2 separate regions of the Manis pentadactyla genome follow, and region 1 is linked to region 2. The links are chromatin contacts, called in public Hi-C maps. All regions are on one chromosome and are shown on one strand. Each heading gives the region's core, a stretch centred on a gene start, on an enhancer-like site or on the middle of the called end of the contact. The rest is flanking DNA. Distances are from core to core; before and after follow the strand shown.

Region 1 (5,728 bases), core at 2,903-5,402, 310 kb after region 2:
ATATATGAATTATACTCTCAATTTTACCCATGAGAAAACTGCTGCTCAGAGGGATCATGTGACTTGCCCAAGTCAAACAACTAGTGAGCAGCAGAGCTAGAGCTTGAAACCAGGTCCGTGATTCCTGTCTAAACAGGGAAGGATCTTGTCAGAGTAGACAGTCTTACTATAATGATATTTTGGCCTGATTTGACCAAAACAAACCTAAGCTTATCCGAGAAAACAACTTTGTAACAGTTACATCTTAGTGAGAATAAAAGATTATGATTCAATTTAAATACAAGAGTATTTCATTTACAGTGAAAGACCATTCAAAAGTCCTTCCATCATAAACCAGACGTACCACTTTCTGAAAGGCCAGTTGCTCCCTCTAGTGGGAATCAATGGGAATACCATACTCACCAAGTAGAGAGCGATCATCAGCAAGATCTGCACCTTCCTTACAGGTTTTGTGGAAATTTGTGGTGTTTTGCTTATTACAAAGAATGAAGGTTGTTATTGGCTTTCATTAAGTGGGGTCAAGAATGCTAGTATCATGCATCATCAAAAAATTCTGAGGGGGAAAGCCCACTTTTATTTATTCAGCAGAGCCTGGAATTTAACATTATTTTACATACGAATACAGAACTCAACCAAAGTTTGGTCACCATGGCAGAAAATCTCATCAGCATAAGTAATGCTACTGATGGCATTTGAGCCATGAGTAAAACCTATCTATATCAGTTTCCATCCATGGTGACTATATCAACAGGGTTAACTTCCTTACATCATATGTGTGTTAGTACTTTACATATTGGAACAGACACTATTATAAATTACTTTTATTTCTCTTCTATATCAGTCATTATATTCATGTTTTCTATTAGGTTTATAAGTGGATAATGTTATCTATGAATTTCATTTCAAGAAAGTTAAGACTGTTTTAGAAAATGTTATAAAAAGGTAACATTGGGTCTGATAGGGTTTAGAATTTAGGGATCATGAATAACTGCCTTTCCTTTAAACAGAATGCACATCCTTGGGCACTTTCCTAACTAATATTAACATGCTTTCAGATAGGGGAGTAGAGGAGGAGGCAGAAAATTGTGTATTCTTTTAATTCATTTAAATGAGGATAGTTTTATGCTCTTCTTTTAAGAAGTGACTTCACATTTTGTTCAGAGCATGAACTCCTGAATAAACTACCTGGATTCAAATCTTGGGTCTACCATTTGTATGTCCTTTTGAGTAAATGACTCAGTCTCTTTGCCTCAGTTTCCCAGTGAGTAAAATGAATGTCATTATAGCATTACCTCACACGGTTCTTATGAGAACTAAATGATTCAATACATAGGATGGTATTTACCACAGTGTCTGGTATATATCAGAAGCAATAAGACATGAAAGATATCACTAATATAACCAGAAAATGTATATTTCTGCAAAACAAAAATGTATAAACTGGTGCTAACCTCCTTATCACCTGAGAAGTCATTCCTAAAGAATCTGATTCCTTGATATGGTGGATAATAACTTCATGGTTTTTGTGAATGTTTTCTTACAAATTCATATTAGAAAAGATTAGGCTATCTTTTGGGCAGTGAGATTTATTACCGAATGCCAAGGAAATGCTCTGTAATGTATAAATGTATCTTATATTCCAAAATGCAAAAAGGTAATATATGAAGCACAGCTAAAATATATTTCCCTATCAAATAAAATATATACCAGTATAGACACACTATATTAGTGTTTGTAAGATCATTTAATGTTTTATTTTACTCAAATCAACAAATATTATTAATGATCAACCAAAATCTCAGCTGCATGCTATGCTAAGCAAATAAAAAGAAGAAACATTGTACTCCTACCCTTGGGGTGATGTTGGCATGATGAGACTACATGTATGTAACAACCAGAGCCACTAAGAGAAAGTGAATAATCAATGCTAAATTGCATGGCACAATTCATAAAAGAGTTGTAGGAATTCAGAGGAGGAAGATATTGAGTCCTAGCATGCTAGGAAGCCAAGCCAAGAAAAAGGACAATGTTTCTTTAAGGCTTTAAGAACACAGAGGAATCACAGGGTGCTTGAGGGCAATGTAACAATGTACCCGGCACACGGACCCAGTGATATGGAACAGCTTGTTGATCATAGTCGTGTAGGCCCGTTAGTTTACAATAGAGTATCCGGATACCCTTTAGTGAGATAGGTTAAAACATAACTAGCATTCTGGCTGAACCTATAGTACACTAACAGCTCCCACTGCAACAGTCCTGGGGGCTGACTCTCCTTTACCCTAGTAGTGAAAGTAAAAGGCATGGCCTCCCTGCGCTCGGGGCTCAGCCTTTGGATATGAACTCACTGAGCTAGTGCTAGCACTAATTAACTGCTTCTCGCCTAACGTCCCGGTGTCCCGACTCCTTGTTCGTAATTCCTGCAGTTCCTGCAACAGTAGGGTGGTAAGGAAAGTTGCACCTAGGAAAGGGGAAGGAAAATGCAGCAGTTATTATATGATAACCTTGATTAAGTTACTTAACCTCAAAAACTTGACAATTTAATGCATGTAATATGCCTAGCACATTCTAAAGCAAGATAGGTTTGTGGTGTGGCCTTAGGGAATGGACAGTACTGCCTAAAAAGAATGTTTCAGAATAGTGGGATAACTTGTGCCATGTATAAGAGACACATATCCCTTTTAAGACTTTAGGTTCAAAAAGACAAGAAAAAAGTTCTACATGTTATAGTCCTACTAATTTTTTTGTGGCAAATAGCAATCACATTTTTGTTCCTGCATGTAAAATAACTCCTTGAGCACATGAGACTTGGTGCAGGTTGAACTCCTGGACAGCTCCTTCTTACAAGCAAAGATTCTTTTAAAAGAAGTCATGGTGTAGCATAGACATACCTACTTTTCCTTCTAAATCCTTGCTTCTTTCTGGCCTTGTATTCAAAAGTGATCATAACCTGGACTCTCTATATTCCATAACAACGAATTATAATCACACTTATTTCTCTACTGTGATTTTCAGATAATTAACATTAGAAGAAATTTAAGTTTCTCCTAATTTTCTGTACATATTCAATCAAATATTCTATATAATGTTTTTTCCAAATTTAATGACAAAAAGAGAAAGGGTTCCTCCAAGTATCTTGGTATTGTCTAGGCAAACTACTCAGCGGAATCTTGGTTACAATTTACATGCACTATCTATCACTGGAGTCTTTCCTAACATTGTCTGTTAGAGAACTAATTAATTAATTATACTTGTGCTTCCTTATCTGCTTCAACCGGCTTTTCTTCATAAAAATGGTGGTGGGCGGGATCCCCACACCCCCAACTCCCCAGTGGTATTTCTCTGAGGTCTTGTAGCTATTTAACACCATTTTGCCTCCTAAGTCAACAAACTAAAACAACCAGAGTTTGTTCCTCTTAAATAATTCTAGGAGCTGATTGCTATGAACGGACAGCGCACTATCGACAACATTTCCTACCTCCCAGCAGAACTAAATTCGTTAACAGGTTCAGTTTATGGGACTGGGAATAGCTTTTCTATTTTCTGCAGTGAGGGGCCATGGAGCAAGATTTAGCAAATTGATCCTGGCTTCCTTCCTGCAGACATTATGCAGCACAAACTCTTCTTTGATGCATATTATAAATTTAGGGCTAACAAGGGGATTATTATATGCATCACTGTAGTGACAAAAAGCCGGGGAGTAGCTCGCTCTCCCAGTAATGTTAGAGGCTAGAAGTGATATTTTCAGATCATTTTTACTTGAGGAAAGGGAAACCCTTTGCTATTCATCTTAGTTTTTAAAAAAAAGACTAGATTTTTCCTCCTGGCCGTTATGAAGTAACGGAATGGAAACCCAGAAAAATTCGTTTCAGTGCCAGCAGGCAGTGTAGTACTGTGAGCCCTACAACTGACCCCAGCCTACAGGCTGGAGGCAGTTTCCAGAACTATCTCAGGGAGGGTCCTCACTGCTTTCAGTCTCTGGTTCGATCTACATTTGTTTGCGTAAATCAGATTATCGCTCCACCCGATTAATTCGTATAAACAAATTTAAGGGAAAGCACTCAGGCACCATAAGCCACTGCGGAAACAGTCCCGGGAGCCGCGAGTTCTCGCGTTAAGACTGTGATATACAGTCTTGACGTCATCGTCACGGGGACGTTCGCGATACTACAGGGTAGGCGGAGCTTGCGGTCGTTTGTGAGCAGCGCGGCATCTGTGAGGTAAACAGCAGTCATCCTTACTTGGTTTGGGTGCTGCGACCATGAGCGGCTCGGGTGGGGTCGAGAGGACGCCTCTCCCCCAGACCCATAGTCTCACTACGCTCGACCGTCCCGCCGGAGACACGGATCCACATAAGTGCCAGAAGCGACTCGAGGAAGCTGAGGCGTCACAGGTGATGGCGGAGGCGGGTGAGGAAAGCCGGGAGGCGGTTTCGCTCCCAGTGGGAGCGCGCCACTACCCCGCGGACGGCGGCCGTGCGCCCCAGGTCCGAAGCGGTGGAGATCGAGGTCATGTAGCGACCACAGCGGGCCAGGAGGAGGCCCTGTCTCTCACCGCGGGCGAGGGAGCCGTGTCTGTGTCCGTGGCAACGGACAGCAGCCTGAGAAATGGATGTCAGTGTGGAGAGCCAGGCGGCCTGGGTCGCGGGCAGACCCTAGAAATCCGTGGCGCGGAGAGGTCGGCGTGTGAGGTGTTGGCTGAGGCCGAGGCCGAAGCCGAGGAAATGAAGACTGGGAAGTGTACCGTCTTCTCAGTAGCAGTGGGTGAGGAGGTGGTTGAGAAGGAAAGAGTGAAGGAAGAGAAGGCTGTGGAACAGAAGATGGAGGTAGAGGAGAAGCCAGTAGGTGAAGAAGTAGAAATGGAGGAAAACAAGCTTGTGGAGGAGGTGGAGGAGGAGGCAGGGCCCCAGCTCCTGAATATGGATCTCCGCATGAACCCTTTGGAGGCCATCCAAATGGAACTGGACACTGTGAATGCGCAGGCCGACAGGGCCTTTCAGCAACTGGAGCATAAGTTTGGAAGGATGCGTCGACATTACCTGGAACGGAGAAATTACATCATTCAGAATATCCCGGGCTTCTGGGTCACTGCCTTTCGGAACCATCCTCAGTTGTCCCCCATGATTAGGGGCCAAGATGCAGAGATGTTAAGATACATAACCAATTTGGAGGTGAAGGAACTCAGACACCCTAGAACTGGCTGCAAGTTCAAGTTCTTCTTTCGAAGAAACCCCTACTTCAGAAACAAGCTGATAGTCAAGGAATATGAAGTCAGAGCCTCTGGCAGAGTGGTCTCTCTCTCCACTCCAATCATATGGCGTCCAGGCCATGAACCACAGTCTTTCATTCGCAGGAACCAAGGTGTCGTCTGCAATTTCTTCACCTGGTTTTCGGATCACAGTCTTCCAGAGTCAGACAAGATTGCAGAGATTATTAAAGAGGACCTGTGGCCAAATCCACTGCAATACTACCTGCTGCGTGAAGGAGTCCGTAGGCCCAGACATCGCCCAATAAGGGAGCCAGTGGAGATCCCCAGGCCCTTTGGGTTCCAGTCTGGTTAAACTCTTCCCTTGTGAAGGCTCCTGCACAAGGTCTTCCACCACCTCTTGCTTGACCTGTGCTTGGGGCAACAGAAATGGGTATGCCTTTTTTTTCCCCTGACATTTCTGCAACTTTTAATTTCTGGACATTCAGTTCTGGCAACCTCAAGAATGACATTTTGTGGCCATGTT
Region 2 (5,464 bases), core at 1,413-3,912:
TGATTTGTTATAATTTACAACAAATGCAACATTGGACCAACTCTTTGCAAATAGTCAAGCAATCAGTTCTGAGGTTAGGCTAGGTCTATGTGCTGGATGGATTGTGCCTCTTCAACATCCCCAAGGGAGTCATGATGTGCTTAACAAAAGCTTCTCTGTCAAGCACTCAGCAATCTCTCTCTCTCTCTCTCTCTCTCTCTCTCTCTCTCTCTCTCTCTCTCTCTCTCTCTCTCCACACACACACACACACACACACACACACACACACACACATATGTATATACACTTCCTTCATTCATGGAACTGATCACTTACCAAATCTAATATTAAATGTAATTTAAAATGAAGTTAGAAAACTACAAATTACTGTTCCTTGGCAAACTGCCACAAGCAAGCTGTCTTTCTTAAACCTGGTACAAAAATATTAAAGTATGAAATCATCAACACAAGAGAAGACTGTAAAACAATAAACCTGCAAATCCTCAAGATTTCAAAAAATGAAACATGGAAACATTCCAAAGACCTCTGAATATTTCTGAGAGATTATAAAGAATATGATCATGAGTAAGGCAAAATTACTAAGGAACTACAAATCAAGACATCTCATTTTAAATATTTATTGTAAAGCTTGAAGGAATGCTGATAGGAATTAGATGGGCTCAGCTGATACTGTGGAATACTTGAATGCATCAAAGATTCATAAATCGTCTTTTATTACCGTGGCTCAGAATCTTCAAGTACTTTTTGCATCTGACAAGAATTTCACACACGGAACTGTCTCAGATTTGTAAGAACCACAAGACTGCTTTAGGGTTAAATATATATCACTTATAAATGCTTATATGCACCGTATTTAATGAGGGATATCTTATATCCAAAGAAATGAAAATAGCACATCTTATGCTTTCTTAACATTGCCTACACACAGTGTTCATGCCTGTTACATTTCCAGTGTACTAGAAATGACCAAATGTCACAATTGAGAATATCCAACAACTGACCCTATATTCTATTTTATTTACACAATGACATATAAGCAAGGATAGAGAAGGGAGCCAGACTCCATACGCACTCACCCAGGTAATGACACTCTCAAACCCCTCTTCACTCATCCCCTTAACATCCTCACAGTACAGGTGCACTGCTGGTGAGAGAGAACATGAACAGGACTGGAGCTATACAAGGATAGCTGAGAGACATCTGCCTGTTGGCAAAGCAGAACAAAATTTGCTACCATTGCAAGCAGTGGTCAAAAGGGGGAACTAAGAAAACTATTAACAATGAGAGGGAGAGAGGTTGGAGTATATGAGTTAAAATAATGTACTATTACACTGTGTTCTAACAATCGATCATGCACAACAAATGAAGGAATGGGGAATGTCCCACAACCTGTGCTCTACTTGAGTATACTGGCTTCATTTGATCACTTCTCAAAAACTGAGTGTAATGTGAAAGAAGCCATATTATTGATATGGTTATCTTGCTGCATTTTCAGAATCATCTGAAGCGCGTCTTAATACATAAGTATTCTCTCCCTTTTAAATAGACCTAATGAACTTCTCATTACTATTTTACTGTAGCCCGACCTGCCATGTAATCTCGGTTCCCCGTCATCCCAGCTGGAGCGAGATCCCAAGTCCCACATGTCTGGGCCAAGGAATGTGAAGGCGCAGGAAAGGCGTTCCAGACCTAATGCTTAGTACCAGTCCTGTCGCCAACCCGCTGGCCGACCCAAAGCAAGTCACTTAACTTCCTGAACTTTCATTACCTTGCCTGCAGCAAGAGGAGTCCCGGTGGAAGATGTCTAATACCCCTGCCAGTCTAACAACCTGCGATTCTACAGTAGAACTGGGATTTGCGCTACATCAATGCCAGATCATAAAGCAAGAAAGAAAAGAAAAACCACAAACTTGAGGGACAATGTTACTCTTAAAGTTCTGGGTAACTCTGAGAAGAACACTCTGACTCCCATAAACTTCAAAACACCGTCCTACGAAAAACAGCTTCTACCTGAATAAAGTTGAAAAATGTGAAAACTGACACCTTTGCAGCTCTGGAAAGAGCTATTCCCACTTGGCATTTTTATCTGTTTTCGCGCTATTTCACTAAACCTCGGGTTGCCGTAAATTACATAGAAACCAATGTGCCCCTATCCAATCCCAGGCCTGACACTCTCCAGGGACCTCGCCAGCCTTGTCCAGACTCCTAGATTTCGGGGAACGGACGGGGAAAGGTAAACAATCGCGGTTACTCCTAAGGGCCTGAACACGCTGGGGGAACTTGAGGAGAGAGCAACGGGCCGGCGGCCACGCGGCCTCGCTGTGCCGTCTCCTCCTGGGCCGGGAGGCTATGGGCGGCGGCGGCTCCGGCCCGGCCCGTCCCACTGCACCCCGGGCGGCTGCGGCCGGCGCCCGCGGGGTTCACCTGTGAAGGAGTCGGGGTAGATGGACTCCAGAGCCTCCAGCTCGTTGCGCTGCTCCTCGCCGTAATCTGTCATCGTGGCCCTCGCTGCTGCCCATGGACGACCAGACACGCAGGCGGCGCTCCGCGTCGGGCCACCGCCGCGCCGGGACCAGGCGCAGAGTCCGCAGCAGGGAGCCTGGGGCCCAGGGTCTGGCCGGGCCTCCTAAGCAACAGCCCGCCGCCGGCCACAGCCTGCTCGCTAGCTCGGCGTTCGACTCATTGAGCCTGGCCGGCTGGGCACTGAGTTGCCGCCTGTCCCAAGCCCACTCGGGATCTGCTGGGACGATGACGGCAGCCGGTCTGGCATTCGCTACAGACACCTCGGTCCTGTTCCTTGGGTTTTTCAGGGCCTGCGCCAGCGAAGCCACTCCTCGCGGCCTCCTCGCTCGATGTATCGAGGCTGGCGCCGGGGCTGGACGGTGTTGCCGCGGCGGGACTTGGGGGCGCCCGTAAACTCCGTCGCTTCCGGCTTCCGGTTTGCGATCGGGTAGTTGGCCAGGGGCGGGCGAATGTGCAGCTCGTTGTCGACTGATAGTGAGGTTCGGGTGGTTCTGCGCTTCTGGATCCCCGGTTCCTTGGTGTCCCGCGGCTGCTGGGCGAGCGGCCGAGACCAGCGTCGAGTGCCTGCGCAGAGGAGCGGAAGCTTCGCTAGCGCGTCGGGCGGGTTCGGAAGGGTCGGCTCGACCCGCTCGTTAGCCGGGCGGAGTCGGTCGCAGGGAGAAACCGAAGGGAACTCCGGAGATTTGGGTTCTTGAGTCACATCTCGAGGCTTCGCTTTTCACTTTGTAAAGTAAACACGGCTGGACATAGAGCTAAATGTCTGTGATTATTTCTGTGAAGTGGTGAAGGGTGTGTAGATTTCAGTAGCATTCTTGATAAACAGCGTAAATAAGTATCCATAGGAACCTTTGATTTGGGAGAATAAAACTGAGGAAGTAACACTTAAAATATATGCCTCAATTATCTCCAAGTTCGTCACAGGTGTCACAAAGAAAATTTTCAAAGCCCCTGGCAAAACCTAAGAAAATGGCTAAAACATTGTACTAATATGAGAAGTATGTTGAAGAACTATTTACAGTTACGTTTACAATAAAGAAACAGCTGTTAAGTCAAAAAGATGTGGAAAGTGTAATAAAATACTGCAACGTATCCGAGTTAAACACTTTTTTTATATTTTCCTTTGTTCCTGTATATTAAAACTGGGTTCACTTTTGTAGTGGGGGAAGTAAGAAACTGTTTTGAAATAAGGAGCGCCCTAATTATGAAGGCTGAAGTTTTCTCTTGTTCACATAATAATGTTCCATGGACCAGAAGGCATCTTGACCTGTTATGCGAAGTATTGCTTTCTTATAGCAGAGGAACACATTAAAACAAAGCATTCCAGTATATTTTGGTACTGATTATTTAATACTTAAGTATTAAGGTTTGAGGCATTCTTTTAAACTTCCAGGGAAAAACTGGAAAACGCTCCTGATGATGGTGAGAATCAAATAAAATATATGAGGTAGCTTTGCAAACATAAAATGCTTATTTTTTTGAATATCGTCAGTTCAGAGAAGTCAATGGTTTGTTGCCAGAGAAAGCTGGACAGAGGGAACAGCTAGTGCTACTGTCCTAAGAGGCAAGCCCGCTATCATTTGGAAGCCATGTGAGAGATGCAGTTAAGCTGGGAGGTGGGGGAATTTACAGATCTTGTACGATCATTGAAGGGTTTAAATGAAAGAATGACGATATGACTCCTTTAATTTACAGAAAGACCGCCCCTGATACCAAGTGTAAATACACTTAAGGGCAACAAAGTCTGGAAGACCAATTAGGAGGCTTTGGCAATAGTCCAAGCAGAAGACAATGGTGACTTGGACTGGTAAGATGGAAGTGGTAAGACTGGTCAGATTCTGGATACACACTGAAGGTAGAGTTATCAGAGTTTGATGTGGGCTGCAAGAAAAGAGTTAAAAATGATTTTTTTCTAGAACAACTGTATAGAAGTTCTTTTGGCCAAAATGACAGGTGAAAAGATAGTATGAATTCGGCAAGAAAGTTAGTAACACTTTTAAATAATTCACTGACCAAAGAAAAAAAGTGAAATTTTAAAACTGTTGTCCTAACTGATGATAAAAACACAGCCTATCAGAACAGATGAGATGCAGCAGAACAATTTAAGGTATGAGAAAAAGGTTGATAACTGGCTGCAGGTTTTAATTTAGTAAATGGAGTGTGCCTTTACTTGCCTTACTATTTTATTAGAATTTTTGGTAAAATAACCTTTGAAACCTGCTACATTTTTGCTGTTAAGCCTTCATATTTCAGAATCCTCAAGTGGGTTTTTGTTGTTTTTAAAAACTGAAGATAACTTCCTAAGGGAGTTCCAGTGCTAATGTATTCAAGAGAACACACCCTGATGGCAGCTGACCTGGCATTCTCTATGGACACCTAGATCCTGTTTTTCTTTTTTAAACCTGCATGAGCATCACTAAGTTTTTTGGTTCTCTAATTTCAGTTCAACAATGACAGAGACACTTTACAGAATATAGGAAGGCCTTTAACTTCCTGAAAGTGAAGAGTTTTTATGAAGCAAACTGCATTCCTTTTAGTGTTTCATTTTTAATTTATAATTAAAGTTGTTACAGGACAATGTATTCAAGCTTTGCTGGTAGGCAAATAGTGTAGTGAGAACAACCATAATGGGATCTGGAGCCAGATGGGAGAAGCCCAGCCTTAGCTGCTTATAAGCCAAATAAGCTGCTAGGATTTTTCAGGTAACATGAAATAATGTATATGAAAACACGTTGCAAATTCTAAAGTAGGAAGGATATCAGTGTTATTTGTAATTTTTAAATATATATAACATCCTCTGAAGGATTTCATTTTCTGTTGCTGATATCTATTCATCTTTATTACTAAAGAAAAATGTCCCACAGAGATTCCTCTTACTCATTAGTATTCATCTAAGTTTCTTCCACAAATAATTGGAACTCACAGTTGCTATTTCCTAATATTA

The links. A called contact is a pair of places that touch in the nucleus more often than the background predicts.
Region 1: a contact with region 2 is called in a Hi-C map of blood, with 3 times the contacts expected there. The contact joins the promoter of TSPYL1 here to the promoter of RWDD1 in region 2. A contact is called at or near these places in 3 of 3 Hi-C or Micro-C datasets (blood, fibroblasts and skin fibroblasts).

The regions. Positions count from the first base shown.
Region 1 is chr12:74,220,703-74,226,430 of mManPen7.hap1, forward strand. It overlaps TSPYL1 (TSPY like 1), which reads left to right and starts at 4,153. Exons shown (of 1, transcript XM_036893543.2): 1 at 4,153-5,728. The coding sequence starts at 4,259. The coding sequence ends at 5,557.
Region 2 is chr12:73,916,703-73,922,166 of mManPen7.hap1, forward strand. RWDD1 (RWD domain containing 1) reads right to left here and starts at 2,663. Exons shown (of 6, transcript XM_036893555.2): 1 at 2,425-2,663. All of the region lies in intron 2 of CALHM4 (calcium homeostasis modulator family member 4), which reads right to left.